Regions from separate parts of the Mus musculus genome. Here region 1 is linked to region 2. Evidence: chromatin contacts called from public Micro-C data. All regions are on one chromosome and are shown on one strand. The core of a region is the stretch at or near the end of the contact, and the rest is flanking DNA. Distances in the headings are between cores, read along the strand shown. Region 1 has its middle 8.7 kb from the start of Gm13584. Region 2 overlaps Dennd1a (DENN/MADD domain containing 1A).

Evidence for each region. A called contact is a pair of places that touch in the nucleus more often than the background predicts.
Region 1: a Micro-C map of the G1E-ER4 cell line shows a contact between it and region 2, with 4 times the contacts expected there. The contact joins two enhancer-like sites. A contact is called at or near these places in 4 of 39 promoter capture datasets (the C10 cell line, embryonic stem cells, liver and 1 more), 2 of 15 datasets of contacts at CTCF or cohesin (large pre-B cells and pro-B cells), 10 of 484 Hi-C or Micro-C datasets (the G1E-ER4 cell line, the HL-1 cell line, bone marrow-derived macrophages and 3 more), 6 of 115 datasets of contacts at active chromatin or transcription factors (embryonic basal ganglia, embryonic forebrain, embryonic limb bud and 3 more) and 1 of 9 other capture datasets (embryonic stem cells).

Annotation. Positions count from the first base shown.
Region 1 is chr2:38,374,189-38,380,846 of GRCm38.p6, forward strand. No RefSeq gene overlaps it. Among named protein-coding and RNA genes, the nearest start is that of Gm13584, 8.7 kb to the left of the region's middle. Within about 2 kb of position 5,238, at least 39 of the 459 cell types and tissues checked have an H3K27ac peak or open chromatin away from gene starts, as enhancers often do. A contact at or near this core is called in the G1E-ER4 cell line, where this site is marked.
Region 2 is chr2:38,130,728-38,137,113 of GRCm38.p6, forward strand. Dennd1a (DENN/MADD domain containing 1A) reads right to left here. Exons shown (of 23, transcript NM_001362973.1): 4 at 6,199-6,248. Among named protein-coding and RNA genes, the nearest start is that of Dennd1a, 150 kb to the right of the region's middle. Within about 2 kb of position 1,639, at least 28 of the 459 cell types and tissues checked have an H3K27ac peak or open chromatin away from gene starts, as enhancers often do. A contact at or near this core is called in the G1E-ER4 cell line, where this site is marked.

The DNA of each region.
Region 1 (6,658 bases), core at 3,988-6,487, 250 kb after region 2:
TTCACATCTGCAAAGCAAACTTGGCTCAAAGGGCTCCCAAAACATCTATTGAACAATGTGCTGATGCCCATGGGTAACCATGGCAGCACGCAGGCCAGACAAGGGATAACATTTTGGCATAAAGACCCACTCACAAGTTGGATAAAAGAGTGAAAGTGACTCTGCAAGTAGAAGAAAGGAGCAACTGCGTGTGCAAAGGCCCCGAGATCCAGAGAGTTCAAGGCACTGCGTGTCTGGAGTTTTCATATGGAAGGCCAAGATGGTGGGAGGTGAGGCAGGAAACGTGGCAGCATGCTTGGGCCATTATTTTAAGAGTACCAAGAATGTGTGAATACTGAGTCAAGTCAGGTCAGGAGGGGTTGAGTGGGTGGAGTCAAAGGGGGATTTCAGAGTCCGGTAGAAGTCCTAGTTAGGGTTACTATTGCTGTGATGAAACACCTTGACCAAAAAATAAAAAAAAAAGCAAGTTGGGTAGGAAAGGTTTATTTGGTTTACACGACAGACTCCAGCACTGAAGGAAGTCAGGGTAGGAACTCAAGCAGGCCTGGAACCTGGAGGCAGGAGCTGATGCAGAGGCCATGGAGGGGTGCTGCTTACTGGCTTGCTCCTCATGGCTTGCTCAGTAAGAGGAAATTATCTAGCTGTAAGAGGAGGTGGAAGACAGGGAGTAGGATCATGCCTGGGCAGATGGGGTCACACGACCCTCCATCCAGTGGGAGAAAACTTGGGAAGAGCAGGCAGAAGGGAACAGGGTCCACAGACTTGGGACTTGAAGTTTCAGTACCTTTAAGACATCAAGTATAGGTCCATTCCACCCCCACCCCAGAGACTCCCAAGCAGATGTGGGAGGCACTCTTCTGTGTCTCCTACCCCTCCTGAGTGAGGTGGTCATAGGCTGGCATTGGTGGCTCTTTGACAGTCAGTCCCTGCCCATATATCTGATGCAGGACTTGGGACCTGCACCAGTCTCTGGGCATGAAGCCAGCCAGGTGTGCCAGACTGTTGCACACTGGGTGGGCTCTGCCCTGGGGTCCTGTTCTCCAAACTCCAGCCCAAATATGCACATACCCCCCCGAAACTCCCCTGCTTAGCATATCTCTTTGCTTCTAAACACAGTGACTGTTTTTTGACTTGACTCCACTTCAGATCAGCCAATGTCCACCAGCCAGCCCTGTGTGGCCAGCATAGCACAGCCAGGAGCATCTAATTGGCATGTGAGGACAAGTCCACAGATGTAACTCAACTCTCCTTCCAGCTGCTGAAAGGTTCAAAATTCCACATCCTTCTTCTTTGTACCCAGTACAGTGCCTGGCACATGGCAGATCCTTAATAGACATGTCCTAAAGCTGGGGCATCCAGTGTCAGAGAGCAGTCCTTACAGCATTGGAACCAGAATCTACTGCAGATTCTGGACAAACACCCACCTCTCCGAGCTTCTAGAATCTGTAATGGGGTGGTGTCAGGTAATAACACCTGCTTCATAGTTTGTGGCCCCTGTAGAGTGTAACTCACAGCCACAGCATTTTGTGGAGAGCCTGTAGCCTGGACAGGCTCTTGCCTTGGAGCAAAGGCTGTTTTGTTTGCCATCTGTCAGCTAGTACTCCTTTATGTGTCTTTGCTCCACCGAGAGAGAGGTGTGGGAGGCAGTCCCGCAGGGGCATGGCCTTGGTGGTTCTCAGATAGAGCCTGGGGGTTGGGGGTTAGGGGGCAGGGTGGGGCTTTGGGGCTGTTCCGGCAGAGAGGGTGGCTGCCTGTCTTGGAGCTATCCCAGGAGGCAAGGCCCTAGGGACTGGGGAGGGGGCGGAAGCCGGAGCAGAGGTGGGATCCGGCGGAGTGAGGAGCGCAGACATCCTGCGGGGGCGACTGCCAACAGACAGGTCAGCTCCCTAGGGAGACAAGAGCCGCAGGCATCGGAGGTGGGACCTGGGGTCCTGCCTGGGAGCGTCGCAGCCGGGCAGAGAGCGCCCCCTGGCGGTGCACCTCGGCATTGCCCCGAGTCTCTAGTTTCTCCTCTTCCTTGGTAGCCTAAGGAAGGTCTCAGGGTGAAATCCCCCAGAGACATCAGAAACAGGAGACCCTTTCCAGGCTGAGGGTACTGTCATCAGCAAACCTGGAGTGATCATGGATCATGGTTAAGTGCCTGAGTGTACCAACTTCTGCAATAGGTGAAGTGGAGAGCTGAGAGAGTGCCAAACCCAGGGCGTCTGGACTGGCACACAGATTTCCACATGTCTGCCTAACTTTTAGACCCCTTCTCCAAGCCTTTGGGCAGAGCTTTTCTGGACCCCAGTGTGAGGGACACCCCAAAAATGGGAGGGATGGAGAGCTGCAAGTTATTATCCTTGGCCTGTGGGATACTCTGCTATTAGTAGTCTCCCTGCTGAGCAGTGTGTGTGTGTGTGTGTGTGTGTGTGTGTGTGTTGCTTAGTGTGCAGGGCTGCTTGCATTTGCAGAGATGCATATGCATATACATATGATGTGTGTGTGTCCGGTGTGTGTTTCCACATCTAGGAGCATGTTTGTGATAAAGCACACCAAAGTGCAAGAGTGTTTGTATGTGTTTGGGTCCAGTGTGTTCCTGAATCTGGGCTCATCATCTGTCAAGTCGGTGTTGATTCCGGCTGACTACTCAGGTCTGTATGGGCCACAGGACACTACCTGTTCATGGCATACTGGGTGGGGGTTAGTGTATTGACGGCAAGGAGGGGTGACCACCATTATCACCTTCCACACAGCATACGGCTAGCTGATCCCCTGCCCTGCCCGAGGATCACCCTCGTCGTCCCCCTCCCCCACCTCCCTTCCATGTTTAGCACTTCAAGTTTCCTTTGAAAGATGAGAAATCAAGGTTTACAGGGTAGAGTTTAAGGACCCTTGGGCAGAGGTCACCGAGCAGATCCCTGCTCAGCCTCCAGGTCTCAGCCTGAATTCTTTCCTCTCCCAGAAGGGCCCTGGGCACCCTCTGCCCAGTCTGGAGAAGGGGTGGGGACAGGTTTCAGGGCTGGGCTCTGCAGAGAGAAGTACACAAAAGGCCCAGTGTCTGCCCTGCCTCCCTCTCCTGGCCCTGCTCTTCTTGGGGAGGTGAGGGAATGTCCATCACCAGGCTGCAGAGAGGTGTGTGACATTCCTGCTCAGCAAGGGACCAGTCTGGGTAGTGGACTCACTTGCCCACACCAGCCTTCAGATGACTCTTCATGGGTGGGATGAGGAAGCACAGCTCCTGCCTGAATTTGGGGCTCCGGCGCCAGCTCTTGGCTGGCGCTCACCCAGACCCAAAGTGCTCCAGCTTGTCCTGTTCTGAGGAGGGATAGATGAGTAATTGAGATCAGGATGATACCAACAGAATGTACTAATAGGAGCATGTTCACCGCTACTGTTTGCTGAGGCCTGACTTTGAGCCCCTGTTGGGCGCTGTATACGGGCTCTGGAAGGCTAGGAGACCCAATATTAGGGTCTCGGACAGCCTGCTTCCCAGCTCTGTGACATTTGGGCAAGTTGCTTAACATTGCTTTGCCTCAGTTTCCTCTGCTTTAAAACAACAAATTATTATATATATATATATATATATATATATATATATATATATATATATATAAATAGTCAAGCCAGGTGTGGTGGCTCATGGCTCTAATCCCAGCACGTAGGAGGCAAAGGCAGGTGGTACTCTGAGGTCAGCCTGGTCTACATTGTGAATTCCAGGCCAAGCCAGGGTTACATAGTAAGACCTTGTCTCAAAATGCGGGTAGGAGTAGAAAGGCTGGAGAGATGGTTCAGCAGTTAAAAGTACAGGCTATTATTTTTCTAGAGTTTAAGGTTCAGTACCCAGTACCCACACACAGATGAATAACCGTCTATAACTCCAGGTCCAGAAGATCCAAAGCCTAATCCTGGGCCCCTGGGCACTGCACACATGTGGTGCACATACAAGCGGGCAAAAACACCCATATATATCAAATTTTAAAAATCTTTAAAATTAAAAAAAAAGAAATTAAGTTTAACAGTAGCTCCTATTTGGGGATCTCCTTGGTGCCTTGTGGCCACCTAGATGGTAGGTCTTGTTATCTTCACTTGATGATGAAGTAACAGACTGATCTATTTGAAACAGTCTCTTAAAAAGGACTGCCCAAGCTGAGCCTTGACTCTAGCCTGATACAAAGTTTGGTCTCAAATGGTTCCTGTTTGTAGCATTGACCGGGCAGTTCCTAACTGGTTGGTACAACTCTCTGAGCCAAGAAAGGGTTTCCCCATGAATCACTTATTTGATTCTGTCCAGATCCTTAAGAAGGGTATTTAACATTACCCACATGTTGCTCTCCCTCCCTTCCTGGCTTGTGCCCCCTAGAGTACAGTATCGGAAATTCATCCACTTCTAGGTACTCTAGGTATAGGGCGCAGAGGGAACTAATGTAGACTTGTGAATGAAGGACACTGGACACCCGAGCCAGGGCAGAGATTTGAGAGAAGCCACCTGAAAAGCAAATGTCTGAGTTGGAGTGGAAGGGGCAGGTGTGACACACACCCCTACACACACACACAATCTATATCTACAGTGACACGTGCTAGTGTGCTAGACACAGTTGGGTGTGATTTAAGGGCTTTGTAGTCATCTCTTTTAATCCTCAGAATGTTTCATGTAATTCTGAAAACTTGTTTAGTACAAGTAACATCAACCTGGTTTTCCAGATAAAGAACTTTGGGTCCGAGCCCACAAGGCTACGCAGCTAGCTGAGCTGGACCGGAACTCTGGTCATCCACACGCCTTCTGCCAAAGCCAGGAGGGAACTGAGAAGTGCCCCTGCAAAACTGCGGGCCTGGCCTGGCTCTCCTTGGCTTCTAGAACCAGGAAAGGAGGCTCCAGGTGTAACTATGACGGCCCCCCACTTTCCTCTTGGCTCACTCGGGGTTCCCACAGCTCTCACCCCCGCTGCCCCAAGCAGGGCTGGGCTTGCAGCAGGATAACTGGGTCGGGCACCTAGGTCCAGGGTGAAATATCAGATGACACCTGCAGGGTGGCCTGGATTTAGATGAACCCCGAGAGCCGCTCTTGCAGCCTGGATGTAGCCCCTACTCCTCGACCGGCCGAACCCAGAGACGGAGGGTGGGGGGCGGAGAGGCGAAGGGGTGTGTGTGCTGTGGCCTGCTGAGTACCCCCTGGGGCTTCCTCAAAGCAAGCCAGGAACCGCCTACCACCGAGCCAGTGCGTTGTTTTTCCATCAACAAGCGGCTTACGTAAACTCCCCGCCGCCTCCCAGGGCTGCCAGCGCGGGGGAGGCGCCCTATCTGATCGGGTCTCAGCCAGTGTAGGGGTATCCTGCGTGCCCAGACACAGGCCACCAGCACTCAGGAGGGAGAGCAAGGTCCCCTTCCCCACACCCACTTGGGGGACCCCACCTTCATCTTGCGATTCCACTGTCCTGTCCTGCAAGGAAAACCTCTTCACCTGCCCGCAATGAAGAGCATGTCCTAGAGAGACGGCCAGATGGCCAGCCACCAGCTCACCTGCTCTGCACTCCTTCTTAGTGGGGCATGGGGGTTGGGGAGCAGATTGGTATCTGATAGTGAAGACCAGAGCAGCAATAAAAAAGAAACCCACAAAGAAAACAAAAAACGTGTTTTGTTTAGAAAACTTTTCAAAATCATAGAAAAGTCATTATAGACCATGAACATGCCCATCCTAAAGTTCCCAGTTTTTAAACTTTTGCCTCTTTCCAACCCCTTCTCCAAGGTATCTTTGAATCAAGGGCATATTATTATTCCCATTTTACAGATGGTGACGTTGAAGTTGAAGTAATTTCTCCAAAAGACCCAGGGGAGCTGGAATTAGACTTACACATCTCAGCTGAAAAACAGTTTACCCTGTGTTTTTCTTAATTTTTAGAACTACATTTGTGTGTGTGTATGTGTGTGTGTGTGTGTGTGTGTGTGTGTGTGAGAGAGAGAGAGAGAGAGAGAGAGAGAGAGAGAGAGACCCCATCTGAGTGCATATGGTGGTCAGAGGACAACTTTCCAGAGTCTGTACCTACCTCCCATCAGGTGGGGGCTAAGATGGCAAGCACCTTTATCTGCTGAGACAACTCAGCCCTCCCCACCTCTGTCCCTCCCCCTCCCCTCAACTTCCCTATCTCCCCACCACCCCCACACACCCGTACACTCACTTTGCATTTTTAAAGTTATATTCCCCTACTTCCCCCATGACTACTATACACATAGTCTATGCAGATACCCAGAGCTTTTCCTATCAGTTTCCTTATCAAGATCTTTCCACAGACACCCTTCACACAGGGCTTTTGTTCAGTGTGCACGACTCTGAGCTTTGCCATAGAGATTTTTCCATATAGGAAATTAAAAACTCCTCTGTTCCTTTAAACCAGTGTATATTATTCCACTGAATAGACAGTTGAATATGCGCCCTTCACTAGCTCCCTGTGGGTGAGGAACCAGGCTGCTTCCAGACTGTTAGCATAAGCAGAACTGTGGCAAATGATCTGCATTAGGACAGCGAACTGTGTATGTATGGGGATATTTGCATGGTGGATTCCTAGAGATGAAAATTGTGGGTTAAAGGGTATGCAGATTTTTAATTTACTCAGATATTGCCAAATCTCTCCTCCGGGAGGGTGCCCCAGTGTTCCCTCCCACTTACAATGAATGGAAATGC
Region 2 (6,386 bases), core at 389-2,888:
TACTCCTCCCACACTTAGAATGTACAAAACAAGGGAACAGATCAAGAACGAAGCCCAGATTGTAACTGTCATGCTACTCTATTAATGCTCATCAGCTGTTCAAGGTCCTTCTCACCCTATTTTGTTTAGTATCAGAGTTGCAAGAACAGCATGAAGTATGTGGAGACAAAGTGTGAGTGAGTCCAGTCATTCAGTAAGAAATGAGATTTTTACATGTCAGACTTACTTTAAGCTTACCCATTTTACATACTGAACTACAACTACACAGGGTGATATAGTATGTGCTGGAAATATATGCTAAACAACAAAAACAAAAACCTTATAACTCACATGGCTGACTATCAAATTGGACAGCAGCTTCTCAGAGATGTCAACACTGACTCAAAGGCTGAGATGGAATGGCCACACCAGGCTCAAGAAACTGGGTATTTCCAGCAAAGGAAAAAGCTATGCAAAGATCTTTGGAGTTGAAAGGAACTGGGCACGTGTAGGAAAGAAAAGCATATGGGGGTCACCCTAAAGCACAAAAGACGATCAGTAGCATCACATGCGTTGCTACATAAATTGAGAACCAGGCCATGCAGAATACCTCAAACATGAGTCATATTAGATATTACCTCTTTTGGGTGAATGTGGATGCGGTGGGTGTTTGGAGTAATAAAAGGCTACTTAATACTTCTAATCAAAAGAAAAGCACTCATCTCAAATTTCTAAAACAACGTCAAGCACAGAGTTGAACATACTAGTTAGGAAAGCCACAAAAATGTTTGAGTTGGAGGCAAATATTCAGAAGTCATTTGAACACAGGTAATACTGAACACTACAGAAATGATGAGTAAAATAACTCAGAGAGACAGAAGAGTATCTAGGACTCATTTACAGAAATATCAGTTGAGCAGTAGATGGAAAAGGGACCATAAAAGGAAAAAGAAACTACCTCCAGGCAGAACAAACAGAAGGGAAGGTCACCTGTCCTGATATATCAAGATGGGAAAGGAAAATGTCTATCTCTGTGAGTGATAAGAAGGCCTTGGGTGGCCATGATAAGAACAGTTATAGCTGAAAGACAAAAAGCAGGAGAAGCTGAATGGGGCTGAGGAGCAAGTTAGCTGTTATAGAGGATTTTTGCAAGCACTACAGAACCAGACAGTAATTGGGTGAGGTGAGTCAAAGGCCCGTACTGCTTTGGGATGAGAAATACCAAAAGTTGATTTTAAGCCACTGAGAATAACACAGAAGAGAGAAGACAAAATAGTGAGAGCTGTGTTTTATATAAGATCTTCTATGCATAAACTGTGTAAGGACAAGCTACTGTATATCTCTGATCTCTTCTGTAAAAATCAACCATCACACTGCAAAGTGATTTTAAGGTTTATAAATCAAGAATACAGAGCAACTAGCACATAGTACACAATGAAAACTACCTAGACTAGTATAATTATAAAATGCATGGCCCGAACTAAAACACTGTCACTCTTGCCCACTGTAGCTTACTTAGAATCACCTGAATAGCTAGCTGTCTACTACCAAACTATCCTGTCCTGGAGTTTGTGGACCACAAAACTTTCCTATATATACACATGTTGCATTTGCCAGAGCCTCAAGCTTTTTATCATCCCTGCTCAGAAGACCAAGTGTTGAGAACAGCACCCTCCCAAGAGTTCTGGACAGGAGCAATAAATTTACCAACTGCTAGAAAGAGTGTAGCCCTTATCTGCTCAAGAAAACCACCAGACATTTCTAAGAAAAAACAAAGATCTGCCCAGACCTTATCTACCTAAGTCTGACAAATTAAATTATCACTAACCACAAAATTTAAACATATCAAAACTAGAGGAACTATAGAGAACCTAGCTCAAAGGACAGGAGTCATTTGCCTCCCTCCTGGATGTGACATGTCAAGGGGAACATCCCAAGGGCATTGCTCGTTAGGCCACCCCACACCCTGTCAGCAGGGCCAATAGCCATGCTACTCTCTAATGCTGTGGAAGTGACCATAAGCCACAACTCAATCTACCATTTACACTAAAGGACTAAAATCCAGCAGAACAAACATATGAAACAGAAACAGAAATACATGAAGGTCTACACTAATGCACTAACCAAGACAACACTGTACCTATGGGGGAGCCATTTCTTCAGTTACCTAAATTTTCTACTTTTCTACATGTTGTTTCTATATATTGTTTTCAAAATAAATTACTTTATGCTGTGTTAGTTAATGGCTGCAGTATGGTAAGGAGGAAAAAAAATGTAGAATTAGAGGTAGCAGCAAAATGAGGGGCTTGAAAAACAGTTTCCTCCACAAAGTAAAAGCAGAACCTTGAACACAGCACATATGTGAACCTAGCTGGGCCTTTGCTGCTCACATGCAGAACATCAAGCATGGTGACAATATAAATAGCTTATGTTTCAACATAAGAACACTGTACACAGCGCCCAGCAGATAGCAGATACCAGTTCAAGTGTCAAGTAGTAGCTGAGCCTCTCTGCATTTGTGGCTGCATCCAAAACCACAAAATGGTGTCATTTCATTTTGTACGCCTGTCGTTGGTGACTATAGAACAGAGGCATGCCTCTCACATCCTCTGAGAAAGTGCTTTCAGCACTAACAGTGAACCCTTCTTGAGACAATGCAAGGACTCAGTGGTTACTTTACTCCTCTGGCACCAAGGGCTTGAAGACAGTAGTGGGTAGAAAGAAACCTGGGCAGGAATGAATTCCTTCCCCAGCACTGTGACTGTGGTTATGATGGATCTTGACCTCTCTCCTGTAAAATGGAATGTCCTAGGCAGATGCTGCACTCTCAGACCCTGTAGTCGCATTCTTAAGAGCCTCCCGTCCCTAGTCTCTCATGGTACATGGCAGCCTCCCCAGCAGGCTCCATCTGCTCTGGCTGTACATCTCCAGGCTCACTCAGGGTTTTCTCCTCTGCTTTGCTCTGTGGTGCATATGGGGTGTTAGGCTCACTTTTCTCCATACCTACTTCTTACTGGCCTGGCAGACTCAACACAAGTCTCACCCACTACAACAAGTCCTCTGTGAGCATGTTACTCTTCTGTTACCACCCCATCCTTTCAAACAGTGTTTAAAATGCCTTTACAGAATGTCTTGAATTAAAACTGGGAAATGCACAGAGCAAAGAGCTTCAAATTTGAGACCATTTCTATATTCTGCATCTACCTCAACACAATGGGACCTGTCCTGAATAAGCATTTGATTACATAACAGGTGGAAATCTGGCCACTGCTGAAAGAGTAGGGGAAGGAGTAACCAGTCAGGGAAGCACTTGACTAGAATCAGGCACTCAGAGCTAATTTTTCTTCCTTTCCCCCACCCCCTACTCTCTCTATTTTTGGTGACTACTCTTTCTCTACAAGGTAGTCTAGTGGGAGATGAAATTTAGGACAGATTATAAGCCTAATAGGACATTGGATGAGTCATAATCCTCCACACTCAGACAATTTCAAATGAAGAACACGTTGTTGCTCTTCTCTCTTACAGCCAGATGATAAAATGAGGTAATACATGAGAAAGGCTCTCTTCTACAGAGCTACCAGCATTATTATTTTTGATAAGTCCTAGTTTCAGAGAGAACAACCTTAAAACAGCACAAGAGATGGCAAGACATCAGTGCTGACAGGAGATTTGATGATGACTGTGCAAGTCCCACTCTTGGTACAGAATAGAGTGTCAGAAGGTTGCATGGCTGTTCCCTAAGGTAGAAAGACACAGAAGCAGAGATCAGGAAGAGCCATTACCCAGGCACTGCTCATCTCTCGCCCATGCTGCTCTATCCGCTAAGTCAATCAGTTCCATAGACCTGAGCACACTTGTAGACCTCAGAATTTGGGTTCATTTATTTGACACTGCTAACAACTAATTAAAAAAAAAAACCTGACATCAAAACCTCTGTATTTCTCATAAATGAGTCTAATTGTGATGATCTCTTCTATATTAAAGTATGTCAACCTAAGAGGTACAAAAGAAGAGAAAATACAATCTCCCAAATAAAGTGGGATATTTTTTATTTTGCTTTTTTGAAGCATCTGTAGAAGTCATTTTAAGGAATATAATACAATATTAAGACAAACTATTGCATATTGAATATCAAAATAATGTTGCAAAAGAAAAAAATAAAGAGCACCACTTGTATGAGTGATTTGCACAGATGTGTTTTACAAGAAAAGTAGTTTTCCGGTAACAGTAAGGAAACCTCCAATGTTACAGGTAACAAAAAAGAGACAGAAAGACAGAGAGGGGGAAGATATTTCAGAACTATCCCTGAAGGGGTGCTACTTTTATTCTATTTCAGAACAAAATCATCCAGATGATCAGGTAATTAGGATGGTATGTGCAGAATAAATGAGAGCTATGTATTTGTATGTACTCATGTACATACTACATTTCAGTGGGAAGTGTCGCCTAATATTAGTTTACAAAGTTAATTAAAGAACACTTATCCAAGAAAATCACCATTCTAACAAACAGTCCTATCAAGATGTCTTCTTATATATTTTGTTAAATGTCTAGCTACATTAATTTGTATAACTGTGGTTTTTCATAATTTGTAATACAGTTCTTAGGTGTCTAGAAATTTTATATGTTCCTGACTCATACACATAAATACAAAATTTGTATTGAACATCTCTCAACAATACTCTATACTTCTTGCTATTATATATATATATATATATATATATATATGCATGCATATATATATGCATGCATGCTCTAGGATACGGAGGGGAGAAGAGACTCTCATTACAAAGACAGACCCTCTTAAAATCAAGGCTATTCTGTTCTGAGCAGGGACCTGCTACTAAAACATGCTGGTGCTGGGTTTTAAAAGCTCTAAGTCTGAAAGCACTGCAATGGCTGATTGGCTTAAAATCCACACGTGAGAAGCAGGGAGTACACTGATGCTGAGTGGCTGGCAGCATTCCAGAGCTGCTTTCAGGACTCCTGTGGCTACTAAGTCTCATCCCACACCACTCTTAGGCTTCATTTATGCCAAATGAACCAGGATACTGGCCTTACAACATATAGAAATGAACTCAGTAGCATTCTCTCCGCATGCTCTCTAAACCACTCAGACCCTTTAGATCATGCCTTACTTGTGGAAGCTACACATACACCATAGAATCTTCCTAAAGAAGGCTTACACTTATACAACTTTCTTGGAATATGTTATGAAATTTATTAGTTATAATTTATGCATTTTCTACAAGCTCGATAACTCTAAAAGTGGGATTGGGGGGGGGGGACATAATGTACATACAGTCTCAGTTCAATTTCCCAAGAAAAAAACAAAACGAGACAAAAACTAGACAAATGATCACAAAAATAATGCTTCACTGGAATGGAGACTACAGCAAACAGTTCTTGAAAATAAAATAAAGGTCATCACCTTGCCATTTTGTTAACATTAAAAGGTTACAATTAAAGGAAGTTAAAATTAAGTTTTTTTTAAAATGTTGCCATTGTGCCCTGCCCTGGATTATTTACAAAAAAACGAGCCTCATCACATTTCAGTTATCCCAGAGTTCTTAAATTTGTACCTTTCCCCATAAATCACTCCTTGTGAATACTAAAACTATGAATACTAAGGACTGCTTAGGAGTTGTATTTGTTTTAGTATTCATGCCTATAGAAAATGCCAATTCCCCAGAGACACTATCTTCAGTCACTTAAACCAAATGTAAAACTACCTAGCAACAAATCTTTTAAGTACCAAAATGCTTCTTAACAAGATAGGTCCACATCTATTTAAATTCAGAGCTGAAACCAAGAGTTAACAAACCATAAAGCCAGACAGTCATAGGTTATTTGTTTAAGCCAAATATACTTAATATTTAAATGCAAATTCAACAGTATTGCATTATATACCAACCATTCTTAATCATAGTTTACGTCTGATAACCAAAATCAAAAAGTTGGTGCCACACAAAACACATCTCACAAACACAGCTCTAAGTTTTGTTTTATTTGCTTGTTTGATTGTTTTTGGTTTTGATAGTATCAATAAAATTCCCAAGAAAGGAGAATATTGCAACTCTCCTTGGAGCAGAGGTACGTTAAATCATGGTTAAACAGACAGAATGTTAAGAATGGCATGGCTTTTATTTTCTATAGCAGGTTTATTACTACTACTCTTTTTTTTTTTTTGACTAATAAAGTTTGAAAATCTGACACTACCTGTCCACATAGAAGGGAAAACAAAACTTGGTCAAAGTCTGTAGAACTTCCTGTGGAAAGAAAGAGAGATAATTTAAACATCTATTGGGACCAATAAATCTAACATTAATCACAGAACACCATCTAGCAACTTTACCGTTAAGAAAGAGGAGACAGATGAAGAAATATGTGCTTTATCAATTACACGG